Regions from separate parts of the Macaca mulatta genome. Here region 2 is linked to region 1. Evidence: chromatin contacts called from public Hi-C data. All regions are on one chromosome and are shown on one strand. The core of a region is the stretch at or near the end of the contact, and the rest is flanking DNA. Distances in the headings are between cores, read along the strand shown. Region 1 overlaps GSTO2 (glutathione S-transferase omega 2). Region 2 holds the start of ITPRIP (inositol 1,4,5-trisphosphate receptor interacting protein).

The links. A called contact is a pair of places that touch in the nucleus more often than the background predicts.
Region 2: a contact with region 1 is called in a Hi-C map of cortical neurons, with 4 times the contacts expected there. The contact joins the promoter of ITPRIP here to the enhancer-like site in region 1. A contact is called at or near these places in 7 of 14 Hi-C or Micro-C datasets (CD4 T cells, blood, cortical neurons and 3 more) and 1 of 4 datasets of contacts at active chromatin or transcription factors (radial glia).

What each region holds. Positions count from the first base shown.
Region 1 is chr9:116,468,633-116,475,163 of T2T-MMU8v2.0, reverse strand. It overlaps GSTO2 (glutathione S-transferase omega 2), which reads right to left. Exons shown (of 6, transcript NM_001289962.1): 5 at 5,433-5,539; 6 at 3,765-3,973. The coding sequence ends at 3,817. Among named protein-coding and RNA genes, the nearest start is that of GSTO2, 24 kb to the right of the region's middle. Within about 2 kb of position 2,868, at least 19 of the 40 cell types and tissues checked have an H3K27ac peak or open chromatin away from gene starts, as enhancers often do. A contact at or near this core is called in cortical neurons, fetal cortex germinal zone and fetal cortical plate, where this site is marked.
Region 2 is chr9:116,508,091-116,514,631 of T2T-MMU8v2.0, reverse strand. It overlaps ITPRIP (inositol 1,4,5-trisphosphate receptor interacting protein), which reads left to right and starts at 5,180. Exons shown (of 3, transcript XM_077947478.1): 1 at 5,180-5,313. It overlaps CFAP58 (cilia and flagella associated protein 58), which reads right to left and starts at 6,055. Exons shown (of 18, transcript XM_077947472.1): 1 at 4,935-6,055. The coding sequence starts at 4,973.

The sequences.
Region 1 (6,531 bases), core at 1,619-4,118:
GATCAGGAAAAATAACTAATGGATACTAGACTTAATATCTGGGTGATGAAATAATCTGTATAACAAACCCCATGACACATGTTTACCTATGTAACAAACTTGCACATCCTGCACATGTACCCCTGAACTTAAAGTTTTTTTAAAAAGAGGTTCAATTGGCTCATGGTTCTGCAGGCTGTACGAGAAGTACAGTAGCTTCTGCTTCTGGAGAGCCCTCAGGAAGCTTCCACTCATGGCAAAAGGCAAAGGGGGAGCCAGGCATCTCCCATGGTGGGAGCAGGAGCAAGAGGGGTCAGGGAGATGCTGCACACTTAAACAACCAGATCTCATGAGAACTTACTATCATGAGAACAGCACCAAGAGAATGGTGCTAAACCATTCATGAAAAATCCGCCCCCATGATCCAATCACCTCCTACCAGCACTGGGGATTAATTTCAACAAGAAATTTGGGGGGGTCACAGATCCAAACCATATCACAGAATTTTAGATCTAAAAGAAATTTCAAGTACCACTTAGTCTCCAGCACCAGCACCATGACCACAGCCAGCTGTCCCAGCCACACAAGCCCAGCCCCATCATGCTGCCTCCTCCCCCTAGCCATATTAGATTGTAACTGGACTCAGTCCAGGATAGGCTGTAGTTCAGAACCTCCAAGGAGGGGAACTCCACACAACCTCCATTCTGATGTTAACATCATCTATGACAACGACTTCTTTTAAATGCTGTGGTTTAAACTTTTTTTTTTTTTTTCTTTTTCCAATCTGCAAAAGATAGAGAATGGCTCTGATATGGTTTGGCTGTGCTCCACCCAAAATCTCATCTTGAATTTTAATCTGAATTACAATGCCCACATGTTGGAGGAGGGACCTCAAGGGAGGTGATTAGATTGTGGGGGTGTTTTCCTTATGCTGTTCTCGTGATAGTGAGTGAGTTCTCACGAGATCTAATGGTTTTATAAGGAGTTTTTCCCTCCTTGGCTCTGTACTTCTCTCTTCTGCCACCTTGTGCAGAAGGACGTGTTTGCTTCCCCTTCCACCATGATTGAAAGTTTCCTGAGGCCTCCCCAGTCATGCGGAATTGTGAGTCAATTAAACCTCTTTCCTTTATAAATTACCCAGTCTTGGGCAGTTCTTTATAGCAGCATGAGAATGGCCTCATACAGGCTCTTACCTTTAAATCCTTAAGTGTAGGGCTTTTTATAAGATAGACACCTACCAGGCATGGTGACTCAGACCTATAATCTCAGCACTTTGGGAGGCCAAGATGGAAGGATCACTTGAAGCCAGGAGTTTGAGCCCAGCCTGGTCAACATAGCGAGACCCCATCTCTATTATTTAAAAGAAAAGGGAAAAAAAAAAGGTAGACACCAATTAGTAAAAGTGGTTATCTCTGGGACATAAGATAATGGAAGACTTTCTATTCTTTTACATTACTGCATTTTTAATCCATATGTATTATCTTTCCACATGTATTATTTATTTAAGAAGCATATTTTAAAAGTCCTTCATGGAGCATTATTTAGTTACCTCCTTCCCTCTTTCCTCCAGGCGACATCCTTCTAGTTTTATTCAAAGATTGACAACTCAGTTTTCTCTGTGGGTCAGATGAGTGACAAAGAAGTGAGATGCAGGAAGTGTAAGAACGTGCAGGTGACCAGGACCCTGGTAAACCGCAGGGAGCATGCTTGGCCAAGAGGCACACAAATCCCAAACTGGGCTATAGGCCACCAGGATGCAAACCTCCCCCATGAGTGCTTTTCTCCATTCTATAATTCCTGGTTCTTCAAGCTTTCTAAATTAGTGTATGGAGCCCCAAAAGAGAACACCTTCATTTTGGTGAGCCAGAGGCATGCCATTTCCTGTTGCATCAGTAGTAACTTTGGTCTTACGCCAAGCACTCACTAGCATGCAGCATTTGTACCGGCAAAAGGCTGATCAATCTCCTAAGTCCTACGAGAGGCCACAGGAGAAGATTCCCCTCTTTTTGAGCAAAGATCCCAGGGAAACGGTGATTCACAGACCTCACTCAGCATTAACTTGGGTGCCATGGCAACAGGGCTCCACATCCGGAGCAGATGGTGTGGCAGACTGCCCCTGTCACGCGGTGCCTCTTCTGGAAGTTCTGGCCATCTCACCAAGCAGGCTTGCTTCTGTCCAGCTGGCACAGAGTAACACCTGGTAACTATTTACATGGGTCAAAATACACCCGGAGCCAGCAGATGGCAGAGCCAGGCTGAGACGTGGGGAGAGAGGAGGGCTGGTTTGGGCTGTCTCAGAGGCAGAGGCGGCAGACAGCTCCTTTGGGGGGCACAGACAAGGCAAAACATCGCTCCTGTTGCTGCCTGGTGTCTCCGCACAGCTAGGAGGATGGGAAAGCATCCAGCGTGAGCAAAGCTGAAACGATCACAGGCTGATCCTCAGACACTGAGATGAAACGGCACTGGACACACTTGGTCCCCCTCCCACAGTGAGGCAGTAGATGCTCCCAGCCCAAGGGACCTGTTGGCACCAGCCATCCTCAGCTCTTTGCTGTCTTCAGTGGGGTGGTACTGCCTGGCGAAGCTGGCAGAGGGGCCCCATCACAGACAAGCATCCCCACACCAGACAAGCAGCTCCAAAGCACTAGGTTCAAAACCTCAACCAAGGTAAGTGAAGAGATGGGGGCTCCCAGGGACAGATCCAGTGTCTTTTTCAACTTTATCCCCAGTGTGCCCCTGGGCTTGGTACACAACAGGTAACCAGAGGCATTTGTTGAGAGGAATTGGAAGAGAGTGTGACGCAAATCCAATGGAATGACCTTTGCTTGTGGCTGGGTTTAGGGTGTGTGTATTTTTTTAAGGCAGGATGCTGGCTATAGAACATTTTGTGAGACATCCTGAGCCCTGACAGCACCAGTGAAATCCTGACGTAGTTAGTCCTGGGTGATAAATCGGTGTTTCATTTCCTGCTTTGGAATTCTTTCCAGTCACAAGACCCTCAGTGTCTCCAGGCCCATGGCCAAAGTTTGGAGAATTACACTCATGCTCGCCCACGTGGACAGCAGCATTCATTTGCCAAATGGAAGGTATTTGGGCTTGGAGTGTTTTCTTCTTCCTTCTCCCTCTTCTTAAGTTTCCACCAGGGAGGTCTTTGGAGGGTGCCAATCTGTAGTGACAAGCATCAATCATAGGTTGACCCTGAACCTCAGCAGCAGCATCTGCACCAATAATCTGGAGATCAAACGAGGCTGAAGGCCAAGGAGTTAGGAGGCACACAGGCACCCAAAATGTGCTCTGACATTAGCACCAGGAACTTTCTAGAAAACAGAAGCTACAGACTAGGCAGGGCAGGTGGCTCATGCCTATAATCTCAACACTTTGGAGACCAGGTTGGGTGGATGACCCAGAGTGACCAGGAGTTGGAGACCAGCCTGAGCAACATAGTGAGACCCTGTCTCAACAATATTTTTTAAAAAACATTAGCTGGGCATGGTGACGCGTACCTGTAGTCCTAGCTTCTCAGGAGGCTGAGGCGGGAGAATCAACTGAGCCCAGGAGTTCGAGGCTGCAGTGAGCCGTGACTGCCCCACTGCACTCCAGCCTAGGTAACAAAGCAAGATCTTGTCTCAAAAAATAAAAATAAAAAAGCAGCAGCAGCGGCAGCTGTGGGTTAGAGGAGTCAGATAAATGATTATTGGAAGAATACATTTCCTGTTTGCATTTTATTGGGAACTTCAAAGAAAAGAAAGTGAGACAGGTTGATTCCCAAGACAATCCGTGATGTAAACTCCCAACAAGCTGGGGAATTCTGGACGGTGAAGGGGTGGACGGTGAGGCTCAGCACAGCCCAAAGTCAAAGGCATTAGGGTTGTTCTGAAAATAGAGATTCAAGAAGCCCTGGAAAATGCTCTTATCTGTGAGAAGAGCACAGACTGTGGGGTCCCACTTCATGGCTGATATCCAGAGCCGCAGGGCTGGCGTGTGGCTCACACAGCTGCAAGACAGAAAAAAAGCGTCAGCACAGCACAGGGGGAGGCATCAGGAAAGGGGATGCACATTGCTTTTTAGATTTGCAAGATATGAAAAATGGGTTTATTTGGGGCATTATCTCAGTTATCTTACTATCAAGTGAGAATGATAATTTACTGGAGGAAAATCTTATTTTTGGAAAAGTCAAATGTGTAGAAGTTGTTGTTGCTTCTAATAATACAGTGAAATACTTTGGACTGATGGCTCTGGGAAAATAACATGTCTGTGCGTCATTGGGTTTTTTTGTTTTTTAATAAATATATATTTTTAAAGCTTGAGAAACTTACATGTGCTTCACTGTTTGCCAACAAAAAGACAACCCTCTGAAACAAACATTATTGGATCATTCTCAGATTTTACTTTAGAGGATAGAAAAAAATAAAGACATAATTTCCAAAACATGCTTAAAATGAATAAAACAATAATGAAACCTTGAAATCATGGAGTTGACAGGGCTCTTTCAAGGATCCACCAGGACATTTAGTTCTGGGGTTTATAAAGCGATAAGCTGAAGATAATACGAGTGGGTTGTGGGAAATCCAGGACTAGAAGTGAGGTTTCCTAACCTGTGATTCCATGCTCTGTCTTCAGAGGATACCGCCTTTTGTAAATTTTATGTTTGAGACTGAGTTTTAAATATCCTGGTATGTTGTATCTAAGCTCCTTCAAAGAGAGCTGAAGTCGGAAGTGCAGGAGACAGTGCCTGGGTGGGCTCCAGCCCACGGGTTATGAAGGTGCAAACACAGTTCTGCTTCAGCAGGGCCGGATTTCCAAGTGCCAGAAATGTCCAGCACCCACCATGAGAGTGGTTTGGATTAGGGTGGGCGTCTGCACATGTCCAGCTTCTCCGAGCTTTGAAGTAACAGAGCACTCACTGTTCTGCCCAGGAACCTACACAGCTATTTCTTCACCTTTAACGTCCCTGCACTTCCATACTTCCATAGTGTTCATTGCCATTTTGTTTGTGTGTTCCAACACCAAGCATATATTACTACACAGATCTTTTTTATAAGGTTATTACTATCTGGGGGAAGATTCGTCCGGCAATGAGACGTGACTAAGGTATATGGTGTCCACTGGGGACCCGGCAGGACTAGGTGGAAGCATTGGGCACTGTGACTGTGACTCTCCACCAGCTCTCAGACCGGCCACGTGGGGGCGCTGGTGAGGACAGCAGGTTCTGACGTCTGTGGGAGGCTCCTGGAGTAGGGGTCTTATCTGCAGAAATGCGGGCAAAGTGTGAGTCTGAGTTAGCAGTGGAAAAGCACATGTGTTTTTAACAAGGAAGCACACACTGGGGTTTAGAAACCTGATTCACTTCACAGACATTCTGAAACATGTCTACAGGGGGCACGCAGACCATCTTAAGCAGTGTTACTCAGTGTGACTCCGGGAATTTACCAACACAAGGTCAAATGTCTTACTCCGCTATCCCATACACATCCAGCCGCTCAAACCAGGGCCAGAGGAGGTAATCAATCATGGATGTACAGGTTCCACCAAAGAAGGTGGTGTTCTGATACTCAAGAATCTAAAAATGGAAACAAAACAAAAGCAAATAAGTTTATATATCTCCTGACACTAAATGCAAATCTCAAATTAATTCCCAGAGAGGGAGAACTGAGGCCTCTATCCTTCTCCCTCTGGTTAGCAGAATGCTTCTTCCCTTTCTCTGAGGTTTCCTCTGCCTCTTTTAGGGTCACACTCCTGGCCACCTTGTCTCTTCCTTCCTTTCAACACTAGAGTGACAGTGAGGCTCATCTGATTGGAGAAACTGGAAGAACCACCCCCACAGAGTAGCCCAGCCCCTTCCTCTTAGCCTGGAACAGCTCCTCCATGTGCTAAGCCTTCCAAGGATAAGCTGAGCTCTGGACAGAGGAGGATCCACCTCAGGCCAGCACTGCCCATTACTTGAGGACAAGGGGAGCCTCAGCATGATGTTGAAGTCTATTATTAGGAACCCCTCTCAGGATCTCCCATTCTCCAAGATCTGCTTTATCAATAAGAAAGGGGATTCTGCCGGGCCTGGTGGCTCATGCCTGTATTCCCAGCACTTTGGGAGGCCGAGGCGGGTGGATTACCTGAGGTGGGAAGTTTGAGACCAGCCTGACCAACAGGGAGAAACCCCGTCTCTATTCAAAATACAAAATTAGCCAGGAGTGGTGGCGCATGCCTGTAACCCCAGCTACTCGCAAGGCTGAGGCAGGAGAATTGCTTGAACCCGCAAGGCGGAGGTTGTGGTGAACCAAGATCGTGCCATTGCCCTCCAGCCTGGGCAACAAGAGCAAAAAAAAAGAAAAAGGAAAAAAGAAAAAAAGAAAGGGGATGCTGTAATCTCCATGCCTTATTATTTTATCTTCTCAATTAATTCAAAACTAAGGCAGGAAAGAGCATCCTGTTTAATAGGCCCTCTCAAATTCTAACCTTATGTTCTTCTTCTTCTTCTTCTTCTTCTTTTTTTTTTTTTTTTTTTTTTTTTGAGATAGGGTCTGGGTCTGTCACCTAGGCTGGAGTCCAGTAGAT
Region 2 (6,541 bases), core at 3,931-6,430, 37 kb before region 1:
AGGAAGAGTGAAAGGAAAAGGGAACATAACAGTTTGTATCACATTCGGTAAACATAACAATTGTTTTTAAGGAATCTGTCTTTCAATTATAATGCACTTGTATGTGTGAGTACACTGCGTTGTGAAATAAAATGAAAAACATAGGTTCTGTAGAATCTAATGATTCCTACCACATGAATTGATATGAGGATTACATGAGTTGGTAGGTGTAAAATGCTTGAGTAATACCTAGCACATGGCACAAGTTTTAGCTATTATTATTCTGTCACTAACCAGCAATGTGACCTTGAGTATGTGACCTAACTTCTCTGAACTTCATTTTTGTCAGTAAATAATCTCTAAAGGCTCTCTGGGCTCTGACATTCCCAGAGGAGGGACATGGTCAGCACTGACCTTGAGAAATGAAATAGGCAAATGCAAATCATTTGTCTTTTTCAACTGACACCTCTGAGGTCTCAGCAAAGCAGCCTGTTCTGTGAAACATCCTGTAAACTAACTTGCTATTATCTTGTGAAATTCCATGCGAAGTTGAATTCAGGGTAGTGGGAAATTGACCAAATCAAGGGAAGTGCCCTTTTTTCCCCTTCATCAGATGCTTAATGACTAGCATAGGCTTCCTGTCTCTCTCATTGTCATGCATTTTATTCCACATACTGGAATAACCACAGATAGGGGTGAACAGGAAATTTGTCCCTGTGTATTTAATCTTTTAAAAATTTCCAGTGCTCCTGAGATATGGTGTGAAGCTGCCCTGCAGTTGGTTCAGACTTTGTCACAAGTCACCCTTTTTTTTTTTTTGAGACAGGGTCTCACTCCATCACCCAGGCTGGAGTGCAGTGGCACGATCTCAGGTCACTGCAACCTCCACCTCCCAGGTTCAAGCGATTCTCGTGCCTCAGCCTCCTGAGTAGCTGGAATTACAGGCATGCACCACCACACCTGGCTAATTTTTGTATTTTTTTGTATAGACGGGGCTTCGCCATGTTGGCCAGGTTGGTCTAAAACTACTGACCTCATGTGATCCGCCCACCTTGGCCTCCCAAAGTGGTGGGATTACAGGCAGGAGCCACCGCACCCAGCTGACAAGTCACCTTTCACTATGGAATTTGAAGCCTCGTCTAGCACTTAAATGATCATAAAGAAAATTCCATCTACTTTCACATACACACGTGTACACATAAATAAGCCAATAGAAAACTGGGGGATGTTGTAAGAGTCTTCATACATAAAAACATAAAAGTGGCCAATAATGATGTTCTGTTCAGCCTCACTCATAATTAAAGAAATGCAAACCAAAATATTGAGATTAGGGGTTTTTTCATCTATAAAAGAAGCAAACTAAATTAAAGTTATAATAGAAAATACCCAATGTTGACAACAATGTAGAGAAAAAGGCAATTGTCATACTATGCGAAATAGTTCAAATTGGTGAGATCTCTTTGGAGGGCAATTTTGTAATATATATAAAAATAGTAAATGCACATATCCTTTGATCCGCCCTGAAACTATCAAGGCACTGACCCAAAATAGCCATCTATATACAAGCTTCTTATGTGAGAAAAATCCTTATTTGTTTAAGCCTTTTATAGTCTTAGGCACTATAAAAATTACAGTCTGGTATTCCATTACTTTCAGCCAAACATACTCCTAATTGGTAATTTTTAAAAAGACTAGGGGTGAAGGAGGACATTCATATCTTGCACTGTCTTTAGCATAACACTGGTTTGGGGGCTGAACTTTACCCTTTGTTTTTATCATGTTACAGAGGGTTTGTTTATATTTCAATGACGAATTTTATCTGATGGCTTTTCAGAATATATGGTGATGATCTTTCCGTTTTTCTCTTTTGATCTATTAATGATGTAATATTCTTTGGTGTGCTGCTGGAATTCTATTTGTTAATATATTATTTTAAATTTCTGAAATAATTTATATATTTATAAAGGAGATTAATACATTACTTTTCTTTCCCTTTTTCAATGAGCTATTTTTATTAGATTTTTGACTGATATAATGGCCTTAATAAAAAAGAATTTCGATCATTGAGGTTTTTTAAATGTAAATGACTAAACTTTTTATTTCTACATATTATATCTGTACTTTTTCAAATTTACCTGTTCTTTTTTCATAGTCCCATGTCCTATCATTTTATCTCTATATTTTGACCATAACTATTTTATACTCTTTTTCAAACTCAGATACTTAAGGGGCTAATTTTCCTGTTTATTACATTTACCAGTTCACACCCTCATGTGGTTCATTTCCTAGTCTGGTTTTCAATTTTTCATTATAAGCTTAATGATTATTAATAATTCTTAATTTTAAGAAATTAATATAATTTTAAAAATATAAAGAATATTTTAATTTCTTATCATAAAACATTTTAATTTCTTATTGTAACTTCAATGGGAGTTGTTTATTCCGCTAGGGACCAGGATAAACAACGGAATTTTACATTTGCTTCTGACAGGGCCAAGGGGATTCACCACTTTGAAACAGGTTTTTTGTGTTTTTTCTTGACATTAGGATTCCCTCAGCACATGGGTGTTATAAATTGGGAGCTCACACCTATGCATAGTAGAGGCAGGCTAGGGGTTTTCATTTCTATAGAAAACATTTTAAAATTCATCCAGGGCCCCGATAAACCACAAGCTTCCTTGCCGTGACCCTGAGTCAATGGGAAGAGGGCTGTTTTCTATCCTCCTGTTACTAAAGGGCAGCCTTTCCAGGGTTCCAGCCTTAGGCAGGGATCTCAAGTACAGATCCCTGTCTTTGTAGAACTCAAGGCCTGAATAGATACTAACCCCAGTCACTGAGTGGGTACTCACCCCTGGTCCTTAGCCATTTGGGCTTATATTCATGTCATACTTTTGAGTCCCCTTGACTTATCTCACACCTGGAGACCACCTTTCTTCCCTTCCATTGTTGATATATTTTATTCAGCCTTTCACTGTTCAAAGCAGGAGTTCCCTGACTTCTTGACCGCTCAAGTTCCCACAAGTTGAACATCTGTACTTTCCTATCTTTTAAAAAACATTTCTAGAGTTAGCACAGGGCTCTGTAGAAATGACACAGGAGGGGTGTCCAACCCAGACACGGGGGTTCAAGGAAGACTTCCTGAAGGAGAACTGCCTGTTCTGAGACAGGAAGACTGAGCATACAGTTAGTCCGGCAAAATAACATGCATGTGCACTGGGGAGACAGGTTGGAGGAGGAGGTGGGGTGACTGTGGCAGGCAGAAAGTAAAGTACATATGAATATCCAAGGGGAGAGAAAAAGCATATCATGCAAACAGCATATCAAAGAGCATATCAAGTTCTGAGAAGCACACGTTCCAAGAACTGCAAGGAGTTTGGTGTGGGACACAGAGTGAGATACGAGACTGGTGAGATAAGTAGAGGCCAGTTCATGAACGACTTACATGCCAGTTTAGAACGGTGGACCTTAGAACAGACAGGAATCAATCAGATCACAGAAGGTGAAATCATCAGGTTAAAAGCAAAACGAATATAATAAATATTCCTTACATAAATATACATGGCTGGTTAGAATTTGCTGAAACTACTTTGCAGACGGGATGACAATCTCAGAGGGCATTGAAGCACTAACCTTGGCATTCCAGCACAACGCTGAACTCTTAGCCCAAGGATTACAAAGCTCAGCCCAGCGCTCTCACTTCAGAGAAATTTCCCCCACTTGCTTTGTGAAGGGTGTGAGTAACCCACCCGACCAACTTGTAGACATTTTGGAAATACATAGCTCTTTCAAGACTGTTTCCCCAGATCGCCCCCACCACCTCCAACACCCATACTGACCCCCAAAACTCTGCCATAACCTCTTATGTAAGGAAAGAATTTAAGCAGCAGTAGAAACTTGAAAATACAAGTACCCTGGGCCAACGGCCAGGGAGTCTATTTTTAGAACATTTTCTCATTGCCTGTTTATCTTTTGGACTCAGCCAAAAAGTCTTCTAGGCGAGTGTTAAAGGAAAAGACCAAAAGAAGGTGATCTGAGACCAAATAGCAGCAGCAATGGTGATCATTTTGGACAGCGTGTTCCAATTTCCCCAATGTGCCTTCACTGGCATTTGGTGCCCCCCAAAGCCGCTTAATGTAGAATTCATTCAAACCCTTCTCTGCCTTTTCCACTGATGAAGGGATTTGGCTAGGTCAAAAGGAAGACAGTAGAAGTTACGGATTTCATAAACTACTAAGCTCGACCAGAACGCTGCTGCTGCTGCTCCTCCAGGCCTCAGTTGTCTGTTTCTAACATAGGGGTGGTAACACTTGATCTACCGTCACAACAGTAACCAGAAACTTCTGCCCCTGTCCGTTCTCCTTTGTGCCCGGTTAATCCCGGAGAAAAGCAACCATGCATCTGAGTATCATAAAAGTCGGCGCAGTGGCTCACGCCTGTAATCCCAGGCGCTTCGGGAGGCCGAGGCGGGCGGATCACCTGAGGTAGGGAGTTCGAGACCAGCCTGACCAACATGGAGAAACCCCTTCTCTACTAAAAATACAAAATTAGCCGGGCGTGGTGGCGCATGCCCGTAATCCCAGCTACTCGAGAGGCTGAGGCAGAAGAATCGCTTGAACCCGGGAGACGGAGGTTGCAGTGAGCGGAGATAGCGCCACCATTGCTCTCCAGCCTGGGCAACAAGCGCGAAACTCCTTCTCAAAAAAAAAAAAAAAAAGCGAGTTATTTTAATCCTTTCAAGCTGCAAAAGAGAAAAAGGCTGGCGTTATGTCTAGAGTTATATTTTCCTCCAAGAGACTAAATAGGTGGCCCCATGAATTCCGCCACTTGTAAAACGCGCCGCAGAAAACTCTCCCAGACTTGTAAGGACTTAACTCCTTCCGCTCCGCTGCTTAGAACGACTTTTAAGGGCGTCCTCTCCGGGCCCCTGTCCACTCGCTCCAGTTTGCTAGAGTGGCCTGATTCCGTCTCTCCCAGTCACTCTCCAGTTCTGCCATGCGGGGGAAGTTTCTGGGGTCCACTGGGCAGATCTTCCCGGCGGACCCTGGGCCCAACCACCAAAACCCACACGGTCCTCCTTAAGGAGCTTCCGCGGCCGCGAGTAGAGGCGGGTGTTTTGTTCTTCTGAGGAGGAAAAAGTTTTTGTGACATCCAGGAAATGAGTAACTCTGAGAGCCGGCCGCTGTAGGCCAGAAGGCGGGACCCTCTAAGTACAGGGCCGCAAGCTCCGCCGCAGCCACCTACAAGCTGCGGCACCCCGGCCCCCGACCCGCGCGCAAAGCCTGTGCTGGAGCCGTCCTCCCGCGGCGGGGACCGGGACCGGGACCCAGGCCAATCGTAAGTCCCGGGGCAGCCTAGTGTACTAAAGGAAGAAGGGCGCGATGGAGACCGCGAACTCGGAGGAGCTGTGCGGGAGATGGCTGCCGAGAGAGGGGGCGCAGGAGGGTGTGGGGATCGCGGGCGCCGGCTCGGCCCCCGGGTGGGGGCTGACTTTGGAGACCCCCTTAAAGCGCGCGTGCCCAGGCGGGCGCATTGTCTCCCCGCGGTCACGCGTCTCGTTCCCGCCGTGCGGGGGAAAGCGTCGCGGGCGCTCGCTCCAGCTAGGCTGCGGGCAGTTCCTCCTCGAGGCGCGCGGAGCCTCGGAGCCCAGAGCGGGACCACTTTTTTGTTCGTAGTGCCCAGGTGACCCGTTACTTCTCACATCCTGAGCAGAGCGCTACCGCAGAAAGAAAAGCGGGGTCGCCCTGCTCATTTGCTGCTCCCTTTTCCCCTTCCCCTTCCCTCCCTTCTGTAAGGGAGGAATGGGAGTGAAGTTTGTTTTTTCTCGGTTCCTGGTAGTGAAGTTAGGGGGCTGCTTCAGGCCGGATAAAGTCCCCGGCGCTTCCTCTTTCGGGACTGTTAGTGGACCAGACCTCCCGCTATGCAGACTTGCTCTTGAGGCTGCAAATAACTCTGCCACTTCACCCCTAACCCCACCCTCAACCCCATCCCTGTGACTTCGCCATTCTGGCTGCCAGGTGAAGACTCAAGGAGTTCCGGGGCCGGATTCACTATCCAAAACGCTTTCTCTTTAAAAAAAAAAAAATTGCCGCCGACCAGGAAGGTAAAATATTTTACGGAACCAGGCAGGGACCTCATTTTGCCTTTTGCCCTTCTCCTGGTGTGAGAAAAGCACCCTTTCACAACTAGTAGAGTACCAGATATTGGTCTCATTTCACAAATAGTAGAGTACTAGATACTGGTCGCAATCCGCACTCCGGTCTTTTGGATCTAAATTGGGGTCGCGTTCTATTTTCTTGTTTTTTTTGTTGGATATGACCCAGGGCTCTTGCCTTTTACAAACCGAGTCTATCTGACTGCCAGCTAAAGTTCATCCGTGGTTGGTGCAGTTTTAGGCCCAGGTTAGCCCTGAAAATAGATTATCAGAAAAGTGGATTGCTGTCTTTCCCCCTTATGAGAACAGAATAGACTGTGTTTTTGAGTCCTCCCTCCAGCCCACGTGCCTAAGTGGCTTTCGTTGTTTGCTAATTCGTGTGTGTTGCTGCTGCTCCAGGCCATTCTGCCT